Linked DNA regions of Mus musculus: regions 1 and 2 are each linked to region 3. The links are chromatin contacts, called in public Hi-C and HiCAR-type maps. All regions are on one chromosome and are shown on one strand. The core of a region is the stretch at or near the end of the contact, and the rest is flanking DNA. Distances in the headings are between cores, read along the strand shown.

The links. A called contact is a pair of places that touch in the nucleus more often than the background predicts. HiCAR-type assays count read pairs that join an accessible place to other places.
Region 1: a HiCAR-type map of fibro-adipogenic progenitors shows a contact between it and region 3, with 2.3 times the contacts expected there. The contact joins two enhancer-like sites. A contact is called at or near these places in 5 of 484 Hi-C or Micro-C datasets (the 3T3-L1 cell line, 3T3-L1-derived adipocytes, Sertoli cells and 2 more) and 3 of 115 datasets of contacts at active chromatin or transcription factors (the NIH/3T3 cell line, bone marrow-derived dendritic cells and fibro-adipogenic progenitors).
Region 2: a contact with region 3 is called in a Hi-C map of liver, with 2.4 times the contacts expected there. The contact joins two enhancer-like sites. A contact is called at or near these places in 4 of 484 Hi-C or Micro-C datasets (Sertoli cells, brown adipocytes, liver and 1 more).

Annotation. Positions count from the first base shown.
Region 1 is chr13:90,338,396-90,342,604 of GRCm38.p6, reverse strand. No RefSeq gene overlaps it. Among named protein-coding and RNA genes, the nearest start is that of Gm41013, 180 kb to the right of the region's middle. Within about 2 kb of position 1,589, at least 8 of the 459 cell types and tissues checked have an H3K27ac peak or open chromatin away from gene starts, as enhancers often do.
Region 2 is chr13:90,358,538-90,363,058 of GRCm38.p6, reverse strand. No RefSeq gene overlaps it. Among named protein-coding and RNA genes, the nearest start is that of Gm35111, 190 kb to the left of the region's middle. Within about 2 kb of position 2,863, at least 49 of the 459 cell types and tissues checked have an H3K27ac peak or open chromatin away from gene starts, as enhancers often do. A contact at or near this core is called in brown adipocytes and liver, where this site is marked.
Region 3 is chr13:90,513,503-90,517,681 of GRCm38.p6, reverse strand. All of the region lies in intron 1 of Gm35111 (a long non-coding RNA gene), which reads left to right. Among named protein-coding and RNA genes, the nearest start is that of Gm35111, 34 kb to the left of the region's middle. Within about 2 kb of position 1,586, at least 184 of the 459 cell types and tissues checked have an H3K27ac peak or open chromatin away from gene starts, as enhancers often do. A contact at or near this core is called in brown adipocytes and liver, where this site is marked.

The DNA.
Region 1 (4,209 bases), core at 340-2,839, 180 kb after region 3:
GTGAAACTTTTCACTCAACTCCAAAACACATGGAAATAATCCCTAAAAGGGTCAAATTTACTTTGTATAGTCATGCTTCAATTTTAAAGTCTATTTTAGAGAGTAAGTAAATGTTGCCAAATTATTAGCTACAGTTGAACAAAACAAGTTGGGTACAGTAGGTACAGGGTACCGTATCTAGAATGTGACAAGTCCAAACTTTTAGGGACAAGTAAACAACTCATTAATGGTGTAACTTTAATTCCTAAGGACTGGGTTTCACAGTTTGTAAAATGTAAAAAAAAAAAAAAAAAAAAAAAAAAATTTAAATTAGGATTTCTAAAAGCATATTTGAAAAAATGCTACTCTTTAGATTTCTTTTAGTGTCTATCTTCTCTCTCCCTCTCTCTTCTTTTGCTTCTCCCCTCTACCACCCCCTTCTCTCTCCTTCCTGCACAATCTGGGGTGGCATTCCTTAGGTAGCATCTACATTTTTTTAAAACAAAGTCTGTCACTGGCCTAGATCTCACCAGTAGGCTGATCAGGCTGGTAAGTGAGCCCCGGGAATGTGCCTGCAGCTCTCCCACTCTGGGATTATATCACATTTTTTTCCACGTGGTTTCTGAGGCTGATACTTGTATCCTTATACGTGCACACCATTCACTTTACCAACTGAACTATCACCCCAGGCCTGTTTGTAGCTTTTATATGGAAGAAAAGCTGCTCTCCTGTCTGATATCTGTAAGAAAGTTTATGTCAGACAAAACCACGGATGTTTGCTTAGTTAGGGACTTCTCGAAGGTTCTTAATCAGTCTCAAGTGTGTACATTTCCTAAGTCTATCTAATCACTGGGCGGCTTATCTACTCTGGACCAGTGTTCAGTATCTATATGTTAATGCATAAATACTTGGGAAATGCTTACCAAACCCCTTGCCAAAGACCTACCACAAATGGTTTTGATCATTTTCTCAGCTCTCAGTTTTATTCAACCACTTAAGTGTGTGTGCGCATGCATACACGCACATGCACACACACACACACACACACACACACACACACGTACAGGCAGAATGAAGTCATTTGCTGATTACCCTAAGTGATGTGCCACAATATACTGAATAATTAGGACAGTTCTGTTCTTATTGCTGCGTGAGCAGACCCAGAAATGCACATTGTGTTAATCAGGAAAATACATCTCAGCCGTACATTAACATCTGAATGAGTGAAGACCAAAAAGCACACTAAAACATGCAACGATAAGAGATGGGAGAAGGGCAAAGGCAAAAGCAACCCACTCTCCACAGGAAAAATAAATTAAGTGTCTGAAGAGTTTGTTGTTCCAAACTTGCATTAATTATTTTATCTTTCCTTTTTGACGAATATAAAACCTGTTACAGTATAAAAATATAAAAAAATGTTCTTGATTCTATTCTAGGAGGTCATTCACTTATTCTCGGGGTATCAGATGGGAATGTGGGGGTATAGTGTGCTGAATTAGCTAGGAGAAACAGTAGGGTATTTTTTTTAATGTTACTTTCAGCAGCCTAACTTTCTCCAGTTGTGTCTCTAGGGAAAGGACTACCCTAACTTCTCCAACATTCCTTTGCTATACATCATGGGATTTATATACTGTTGACAATTGGCTGAATCCCAGGTATCCACACCAATGCACAATTCCTAGAAAATTCAGCCTGTGACGTTTTTGAAGCTGTTTTCTGCTTTTCCCTGGGGAACGTGGTCAGCCATATTAATTGGAATTGGCTCCCTTTGCTCTTCTTTTGCAATACCAATGTTCTGAACAGCACAGATATAGGAAACTTAAAGACAGTCCCAAAGGATGGATGCAACAGCCTAGCCCTGTGCTGTATGTGATGAGTCCAAGCAGCTTCCTCCTCTCTCTCCTAGGAATATTAATTAGCAACAATAGCTGTTTCACTTGCAGTTACCAGGAACAATAATCTCATAAACAATTCCCAACATACATTTGGGTAGGCTAATACAAATAGAAATCTTACAAATTGAGTTAATGGCACAAGATTCTTGAAAAGAAGTTGAACAAATGCATTAACAAAATTATAGATTTCTTAGAGTTGTAAAAAATAGAGTTATAGTGTACTCAGTTAGGAGGATAATAGAAATGTGTGGCTCTCTAGAGTGGCCTCAATAGCCACTTAGTACTGGTTTAACTGTCTCTTCCATGATAAATATAAAACTGTTTATATTTAATTTAAGCCTTAGTGGAAAAATGAAAATACAAGAAACAACTTTTTCCTGTATACTGCAGTATTTAAACATTGTCCAACTAAGCAATTGATGTCAGCAACAGGAAATGAGCCTCTTCTCGTCCTAGGCTTCTACTACACATTGAAGTGGGTAAAGGCAACCTGTTAGACTCTCAAAAAAACACACATGAAGAATGAATCTGAGTTAAATAACTTTCATGAATTAGAAGCTCATTATTGGTCTCTGATTGTTTTAAACATTTCCTTCATTTCTGCTTCCAAATGTACCCAAGACTACCCTTACAAAAACTGTGTCCATAACTATAAAATAAATACATTAGGCTTACTTATTATACCAGTAACATAGAATCAAGCCTCTAGAATTAATGCCATTAGCTTCTAATATAAAGAAGTCAGTTATTGACTTAAAGATCAATAGTAAAATTCTCATGAAAGAAAATTTTATTGGTGTTTATACTTTTAATTTTTCTCTTTCTTGAAACCAGATATTTACAAAAGAACTTAAAAAACATATTCAACCTTCTTCTGCTATAAAATAGCTATTTATAATACACACATATTGTTCTGATTTTGTGAAGGAAATGAAAGGAACAGAAAACATTGTTTCCACACTTACAGGTAATATATTCAAAGCATGTAAGAAACCATAAATGGCCAGTGAATCAAAAGAACTGCTAAGATTTAATGATTTGATAAACAGAACCAGCAGATTGTTATCATTCCTACATTGTCAGAATTAATCCATTGGCTGAAAATCTTGAAAGGTTATAGAATAAAATAAGATACTAAAATAAGATACAATCTCTGTTACTATGGCAGAAACAGTAGGTTGTCTGTGCTTCAGGCACAGTGAGTTGTTCTACCTGGTATTTCTTCTCAAAATCCAGGAAGTTCCTCTCAAAGGGAAAATAACCAGCTGCTTTTTGTATTCTCTAAACACAAAAGATGAGTCTATGCTTCTTACCATCCCGCTGCATGAGTCTCCTTTATGTTAAAAGATTCTGGTAAAACATGGTGCCCTACATGTGAGACAGAAAAGAAATGATGCTTTCTAGCCAAGAATGCCACTTTCACACGAAGCATCTATGGCTACCTCTAATCTCCTTGAAAAAATGCTGCCTTCAACAGTAAAATTTCCTTTGAGTAGAGCTTAAAGGATTTATGGGATTGGAGAGATTGTTAAGTGGGCTACATAGGAGCTGAGTTCAGTTCCCAGCACCTACATCAAGAAGCTCACAACCACCTGTGACTCAGCTCCAGGCAGTCCAACATTCTTTTCTGTCCTCCCCAGTCACCCAGTCACAAAAGCGGTATACACACACACACACACACACACACACACACACACATAAAGCTAAGAGCTACATTTTTAAAAGAGAGAGATATATGACACATAAGTCAAGCATTTTCTGAAATTATTTTCCCTTACATAGTGTTTATCCTTCTGTCAATATTATGCTGATTTTCCTTGGATACAATTAGTTCCCTAGCTTATCTATTTTCACACAAGTTGCAATTTTCTTTATACATCCAACATATAAATCAGTGTGATTACAAAAGAAGTGGGTCAATAATCTTGGATATTCCAGCAAGGGAACCATGTATGCAGCTTAATTGATTGGCATTTGCTCTAGCTTTAGTCTTACAATAAATGTATCAAATAAATCCCAAATAACTGTCCACAGAGTCATCATATATTTTGTGAGAATGTTTCACAAGCATTTAACTAAGACTTAAAAATAATAAAACAAAAAGTAATAAATGTTGGATGTATTCTATTTTCACCTAGCACAAATCTATTCTATACACATTTTAGAAGTAGAAGAGAACTATGTGGCAAAACCTTAAATGATAATTTCTACCAAAACCCTGGATGTTGGGGCAGTTTCTAACACTATCATGTCTAGGTGCTTCCAAGCATATTCTTTTATTCAAACTTCTAAATTTTCATTTATTTCCATTTTCCTTGTTATTTCATAATCATTT
Region 2 (4,521 bases), core at 1,614-4,113, 160 kb after region 3:
AAGCTATTAAAAACAATGAATTTATGAAATTCTTAGGCAAATGGATGGATCTGGCGGGTATCATCCTGAGTGAGGTAACCCAATCACAAAAGAACTCACATGGTATGCACTCACTGATAAGTGGATATTAGTCCAGAAACTTAGAATATCCAAGATACAATTTGCAAAACACATAAAACTCAAGAAGAAGGAAGACCTATGTGTGGATACTTCGTCCGTCCTTAGAATGGGGAACAAAATACCCATGTAAGGAGTTACAGATACAAAGTTTGGAGCAGAGGCGGAAGGAAAGGACCATGCAGAATCAAAACTCTTAAATCTTATAATTAACCAATCAGATGTATGTATCAATAAATTCCAATTTATCAGATACAGATACAGTAATTTCTGAACCAACTGATAATGATAAAATATTTATCACAATTATTCTAACAGTATGATACCACAACTCCCTGTGGGTGGTTAGAGCCATGCTGGTTCACATCTGCCTCCATTTTGGCCTTCTCTTTCTCTCTCTAAGATGCTCTCTGACTCTACAACTCTTAGGGTTGTTTCCTTTTTCCCTGTCGAATCACAGGCCTCCTGCTGCCCTAATGTAATTGGACAGGGAAAATCCTGCAACACACAAGACTTTCCAGCCCACGATCCTTCTGAAGGGGTATTTCCCCCTCATTAGATAGAGTTGTCCAATAGCACTTCTGGGACAATTATGTTATCAAAGCCTTCAGAGGCTATCAGAATGAGTACGACTATAACCCTCACATGATTAAGAGACTGTCTTATAAAAGAAGAAGTGAAGCTTTTACTCTGTAGAGCTTGTGTTTAAATAGAGTCATAAATGATTTTAGTTACTTTACATGCTGTTTTAAACTTCTAAATATACAATTTGTGAAAAATGTCTGCTAACACCAATATGTTAGTTGTTTAAATGGTTTCAGGACATATAATTGGTAGTGATCGGGGAAACAATTTTTGAAAATTTGTATTTCATAGAAGAATTTGATATTTTTGCACCAATAATAAGTCACTAAGTGTGCTTTTACAGGTTTATAAAATGAAGATAATATTACCTTGCTACAATTAGGAACTGACTTTAGTAATTTAACACTCTGCTCATTAACATACACAAATCTGTGCCCTACAGGATTTTCCTAGTAGATAACAACTTCTGTCTCAGGTGTGCCCATTTCAAGGGCAAGCAGAAAAATAATGAAATACTTGTAGCATCTCTTGATGACCGTGTTTTTCTTCATGGTTTTCCAGAACATGAAGTCTTTAATTTGACCAAGAATCTCGGTTCTCTGTTGTCATCGTAGTTTGAGTCATTCCACATGCAAACATGAGCAAAGATTCTGTTGCTGTGACTTGTAGGGATCTCTACGGGAGAGGGGTAGCTGAGCAGCAATGTGAAGAAGCTAGATAAGGCTGTGGACCAACAACAGCCTGCCCTCAGGGTCTTTCTACACGAGGTAAAGGCAGAACTGCATCCTTTCGTGCTCAGGTATGACAACAGGCCATGCTAGCAAATGAGGGGAAGAGAGTTTGGGAGGACAGAGTGGGAAAGGGCAGACCATGCTGCTGAGGCAAGGCCGCACAAGACTCAGCATCTGAATGAAGTTCTAAGTGGCATCTCATAGGAGGGAAACACAATGTTGAACAGGCTCACCAAGCTGATGGGAGGAGCCAAGAGGACCTGCTGGGAACACTACCACCTGCCATACCATGGGAGGTCGTGTGGAAGACATCTTGGAGAGAATTAAAGGAAATTTAACTGACCCAAAGTTACAAAAGGTGAAAACAAAAAAATACAAAACAACAGTAACAACAAAATCTCCCTCAAATTCAACTCTGAAATGTTTCATTATAAAAGTTAAAACTGATGTGCCGACTTCACTAAGACTCCATGCCTTTTGAGAAACCTGTCTCACTTCTGCAACATGCACCACGGTCAAGCATTTCGCTGACCACTGGAGATAATGGTCCAGCAAAGCACTGGTAATTGTACTTTGCTACTTTTCCAGAGTTATCTTACACCATATCTGGGCTGGTGCAATGCCAATGGTCCTTCATTTACTCTAACCTAATATAGCCAGCTCCTACTGGATGTCTGTGCAGAGGGCTGCCTCATCCTCTCCAACGTATCCTCAAATATTTCCTTAATCAGACCTGCTCGGAGCACTTTTCAAATTTCCAGCCCTGTCTTGCCCACCCCCAGTTCTCTTGATCTCCTTTGACAAGAGTTCTTTTTTTGAAATCCATAGAGCACTTCTCTCTGTTAAATCTAGTTTTCTATTTTGTCAATATCTTATCGTCTGTTCCTTTGCCCACTAAAATGAAACTATTAGACTTTGGGCTTTGTTTGCGTTATGTACTATATTCCAACTTCCAGTACAAAGACTACAGTGTCTGGCTTAGAGCAGATGCTCACAAACTGTTTAGTTCTTTAACAAGCCCATAATTTTTATATATTTATTTGTTTTGTTTTGCTTTCTTATAATGCTTGAAACAAAGATATGCCATACAAGTGCTCTACCACTGAGCCAGTCCTCCAGTTCAAGTGGCTCTCCAGGACACATGAGCCATCTGTTTCCTGTCTTGGGATTTCAACCATTCTCCTGATTTCATCACAGTTCCCAGGTCTAGCTCGACTCTATTATTAACCCTTTATCTTTTCTCTTTCACAGATTCTCGTCACCTGACCTAGGCCATCTCTATGTGGAACACTTCTAGACAGACCTCTGGCCTCTTACATGGCTTCTTACACAGACTCCGAGGTCACAGATAGATGAACCTCAACTGTTTTCACCATAGCAGAATCAAAGTACAGAAAACCTGACAGCATTTCCAACTCCCGCACTCTGTGGCTCTGTGGCGACCTTTGCTTCTGCAGCAAGGGGACGGAGAGTTGGGAAGTGGGGTTGATTGGTGTGAAACCTTCTCAGCTGGGCTGGAGTTTCGCAACAATGTATTTTCTCTTTCTAAATGAGGTCACTGGGAGAAAAAAAAACTTATACTTGGGGTGTGCTTGAAACAGTTTAATAAAAGCACAATGTGTAAATATATATGGACGTTAGCTGATGGCCTCGGGGCTCTGGCCCTCTGTCAGTTGGCTCACACAAACACCTCTTTCGGGAACCCTTGAGAGAAATCACATCTCATGACAGGCTTGCTGGCAAGGAAAACAGCACAGAAGAGAGTCCCGGAGCTTAGACGGAAACTGCACTCATATTTAAGTAAATGTGTTTATAGATTACAGCCTGGAAGTGAGATTAAAGGGGCATGTGAGTACAGTGATGCTTTTGACTTCCATGAGTTCATAAAAATTAGAGTGAAAAAGTAAAAGTTAATGCCGTGGAAAGAACTAAACACCAGTCTTCTCGTCCAGCTTCTGTGTCTAAGAAATGACGTAATGCTAGCCAGGCACTTCAGTCTCTCTAGAACCCCATCCTCACATTTTGAAATAATGGGGTTGGAAGGCAGAACCCCCCCAAGGCTCGCCAGCTTGGAGCCAGAGTCAAAGTCACTTAGAAATGTAGATACACAGGGCTAGGACAAACATTCTATTCAATAGCCCCAAATATATCACAGACTCAATGCTTGTCTTTTCTTTCTTTGTTTCTTCCTTTTTTCTTTCTCTCCTTCTTTTTTCTTTTCTTTCTTTCTCTCTCTCTCTCTCTTTCTTTCTTTCTTTCTTTCTTTTTTGCAGAGTTACAAACCTCTGAATACATCTCAAAAAGCACAGTTAAGACAAAATTTAAAAATAAGCAATTAGTATTTTCAAAAAGAATCTTTTGTTCATTATCTGTCACTGAATGGTGCCCTGTAGATAAGTTTAACCACTTGTGGATGATACTTTTTACTCCATTAAGATATTGCATGTATTACCAATCCACTGCCTCCACTGCCAAGGGTCACAGACAGTCCTGTCAGCACAAACTTCTTGTGCTATAGTGACAGAGATGGGCCACATGTACAGGACACTGTTACGAAGCACGCTGTCACTTTTGAACAAAACCTGACAGTGTTTGAGGTAAGGGCTCACTTCATCCACTCTTCAGTTCTGCATACATTGTTCAGTAAATGCTTCTCAATGATTTCTTTGTTCACTATCTCCATAAAACACCCAAAAGCATATCTACTATTCATTTGTAAAATATCTATTCTTTACATTTCCTGCTCTGTTACAGTGAAGGCATGGTTAGAAAATTAACTCTTATATTCTGAAAACAGAGCACTGTCTTCAATCCTAAATAAACTATAAACTAAGAGGATTCAAACTTGGCACTCTATTGTCTCTGTCCATCCTTTGACACATGGAAAACCTTTCCAATAAAGTGACAAGCTATAATGCCATGTTTTAAAAGTCTAAAGCAACAACAACAAGAAAAACAAATATAGCCTTGGTATGTGCCAAGTGTTGTTTGAAGAGTTAAACATGTATATAATTAATGCATATGGGATCCAGGAGGAAAAAAATCTGATCAAATAGAAAGGTTTTTAGAAAAATTTAAACACAGAAAT
Region 3 (4,179 bases), core at 337-2,836:
TGAATCTCACGTGTATTTGAGATGCTGTGACAAAAACATGCAATGCACCAATCACAAGGTCTGCAGTGTTTCATTTTCCTCTTCATGACAGTGATTACATTTATGATGTCTTTCAGAGACTTGAGCAAAGAACACAAGCTGAAAAATCAATACAGCAAATGGCAAACATGCCAAGGGTGTGGATTAGAATGGGAACCAGAGCCAGTGAGAACATGGTGTTTGGGTAACATTGTGCCTGCACTGGCAAACTTTAATCTGTTATATTTTGTATCTAAAATATATGGAAACACACAGATGTGGTGAGAATGGGACAGATACAATTAGAACAGGCAGTTTGGGGATGAAAATCAGATACCTCTGATTACACTTGGTCCATGCCATGCTTATCACAAATGACACAATGAAGGCTCCAGAATGGAGGACAACTGCCATACAGGTATATCTTGTCGCCTAGGAGTCTGTTGCTTTGTGTTGTCTCTCTTCAATTCCTTTCCACTCATCTGATTGTGATTCTTAAACCCTCAAGTCTTTATATTTGCTTTGGTTGTATTACTGCCAGACAAGAAGAAATGGACAACACAATTATATCCATATGCCTACTATGACAGAACTCATCTTAAGGAAATGCCGATGCCCAAGATGAATGGTGGTGCTCTCCAGAGGCTGTTATGTCACTTTAGTCCTTGCATGCAGCCTTAGTAGACTAATGATTTGAGAACAGAAAGAAGGCATATTTTGTAGAATATATATATATGCACACACATACATACATACAAAATATTTTACATCTATGGGTGGTTTTAAAGATTATTGCTCTATTTGTTATTATTGTAAAGGCTAACATCTAGACTTTCTTTAAATTATGAGTGCTTAAAAATGGAAGACTCTCACTTCTTAGACAAATGAGTCCAGAACATGTATGTTATGTATGTTATGTATGTGGGTTAGGAAGAACAGGCAGGCACTGGTTAAATTCCCATCAGCCAGGAATTCTGAGCATCCCAACTGAACATATGCACAAAATCCTGAAAAAGCGTTTGAAATTTAGCATTGCAGTAACATGTTTAAAATAACTTCAGAGTTGATCTATAACCAGGGCACTTCTAGGTTTAAGCAAATATAGCAATTAGTTTTTCATTTTTTAAAGGGAGCTCATTTTGTGTAGCTAAATATAAATCAAAAAATTTTAAACACTATCCTCCAAGGCAGTTTAATTTTGAGCAGAATTTGAACGAAGAAGTAAAACCAAATCTCAAAGATGCTTCTGGTGTGGTAACATGGATCCTGGAGTGCAGCCTCAGAGCCATTTGGCTGTAGCCTCACATTCAGAAGGGCCAGCCAAGGAGACACATAGGCAGACTGCTTCAGAGAGATCAGCCTAAACCAGTACCATTTCTGAGACCAAATTCCCCTCAGAAGCACTCTGTAAATCCCCGAGTTCCTGTAGTAAGAAGTCTGTCCCTTTATTTAGTTTCATTGTGTGTTATCATTAAATGGGAGGAAATGACAAAAGCCACAGTCAAGGATAACCATGTGACACTGGCTTAGGCAGGCATAGGGTGTGTCTAGAGTGTGTTTCTGCTCAAAACTGGGTTACAAATGTGACCTAATGCTTGAAGCCTGTAGCTCCCAAAGAGGAGGAAGTTGTGCAGTGTTCTGGTGCTGATGGCAGGTTGCCAACCCAACAGAATTGCACAATCAGCTTCTAGGACATGCTGCATTTTTTTTCTCTCCCCAGAAATCAGTAAGCCACACTAGAGGGCAGGCTAACCTAGACCTTTATTCAACCCCTGCCCCCCACCCAAGAACAAGAATTTGCTCCCTTGTGTCTGATATAAGCATTATAGAAATAGAAGCCTACAGTTGAAAAAAATTGTGGCACTCTACGGAGCAAGCAACAGAGATTGTAGTTTGTGTGATACATCTATTTTACTCTGTGCTTGGAACATGTAAGGACAGCGCCACTTTAAGTAAAGCTTAAGGAAAAGTAAACCAACAAAAGGCAATGAAAATAGTGAATAACATGTCGTTATTAACTTGAATGAATTAATTAATATGTTATCAGAAATTAATACTATCAGACTAAATTAATATTAGAAAAGGGGTATTTCTTGACCAGTAACATCTTCTGTACAGGAATAGAAAATACAGTAGACATTGTCACTGCGGTGCAAGTCAGATACATAATGCTAGTTTGCATCTGATATCCTGCTTTTATTTCATTTTCTTCAGTGTGGTCATCAAGCACTAAAGGACTTGAGAATATAAGCTGTATAAAGTGGACTGTCTTAGGAACAAGGTTAATATTCTTCCTCCTGGACTTGCCCCATACCACCTCAGACTCCTCAGCCCTCCCAAGGAGTTTAGGATGTAGTAGAAAGTCACATAAAATTTCCAATCTGAACACTGAGCATATGTATTGTTAAAACATTGGTTGATAGCCACAACTGGCTTCTTGCTATTCTTTGAAAATATCTATGTAGAAGATTATCCTATTTTCCATATGTTCTGTGCTAGTCCAGCTTCTCCACAGACATGGAGACAACAAGATATACATAGCAGTCGATTTGTCAAAGAGGCTTGTTGCGTGCAATTCTGCAGTCTGAGAGGTTTCAGATCTGTAGTTAAAGACAAATGTAATGCCACATTTCAGTAATCTGTGCATTTGGGAAGCCAAGGCAAGAGGATTACCAAAACTTTGAAAATAGCGTGGGCTTCCAAGGAAGACATTTTCTTATAAATGGACAAAAACAAAATCAAAACAAAAAACAAACAAACCTAGAGTCTGCAGACTGGAGACAGTGACGTGGTTTCACATCTGAGTGTAAAGCCCTAAAACCCATGAGAGCTCAGGATATAATATCATGTCTGAGTCAGAGTCTAAGAGACGCAACTGATGCTGCAGCTTACAGATGGAGCTCTGGAGTTCTTTTTGCTCACCTATTCATCCAGGCTTTCAGTAGGCCAGATGAATCTTCTCTGAAGACTGCTTTATTGCTTTTGGGGGTCTACAGATCCAAATGTTAATTTCATCCAGAACTGACCTCCCAGACACAACTAGAAGAATATTTTCACCAAATCTGAGCACCTCAAGGCTCAGTGTCACAAACATCCAATCATCTCAGCTACTCTTTGCTTTGTGCTTACTTTTATGCTTTAGAGAATGCAAAAATCCCTCTCTGCAAGCATCTCAACCTGAAGCATTGGTTCCCACTTGCAAACTGTGAGTTATGATGTGCGTGTTAAGGTCATCACAAGAGCTTACTGTGGTCAGAAGAAATTGTTTAAACCAAGCACAGTCTTCATGTGCCTTATAAAAATGAAGTGTAGATAGATTTCATAATTTGAGCAATATGAAATTTATACTACTTTTTCTAAATCTTAGTCATAGGCTTAGAAAATACATTGCACATTTATTTCAAAGTCTAAACAATGATAGCTAAAGCAAGAAGTCCCCAGAGATGACCAGTCTGACCAACAAAATAAAAATTCCTCTGACTAATCTGTTCACGTTAAAGTGGTGCACAGTGTATCTCTGGTGGGCTTGGTTCATTAGGATAAATGTAACATGAGCTCAGTGATGGTAGAGGCAAGAGTGAACAAGACATGAGTAAGCGTGTCCTCACAATTAATAATAACGGAGCCACAAGAACACCCCGTGCTGGGAGACTCCTTTCCCTCTCATGACTCATTTGTCAGAGATTTCCTTTGTTTGCTACTTTTCTCAAATAGCATTTCCTCTCACCAAAGAAGACACTCTAGTTCTTTGGGTTGATCTGTTGCTTTTGTTTAGTGACCAGGACTGGGCCCTTTAAATAGTGAGCCTCCTAGTGATGGTAGAAGTGACGAAAGATGGACTAAAAGATCAGGAAAAGGGATGCTGTATCAGACAGAGATGTTTTTGTTCTTTTGTTCTTATGTTTATAAGCCCAAAACATTAAATGTCTAAATTTTTAACTTTCCTTTATCCTTCAAGAATTCAGTGGAGTAAGACAAGACCTAAAGTTAGTATATATTAGAAATATCATGTACAACCAAAATTATCCTGTAAAGTATTTTTAAAATTATTTTTATTTTGTGTATATGAGTGTATATTACTGTATTACAAAACATTTTGAAAGTCTTGGTTGGCCTTGGTACTGTCTGATATGAGGATGTGTTAACCATGGTTTTCTGAGT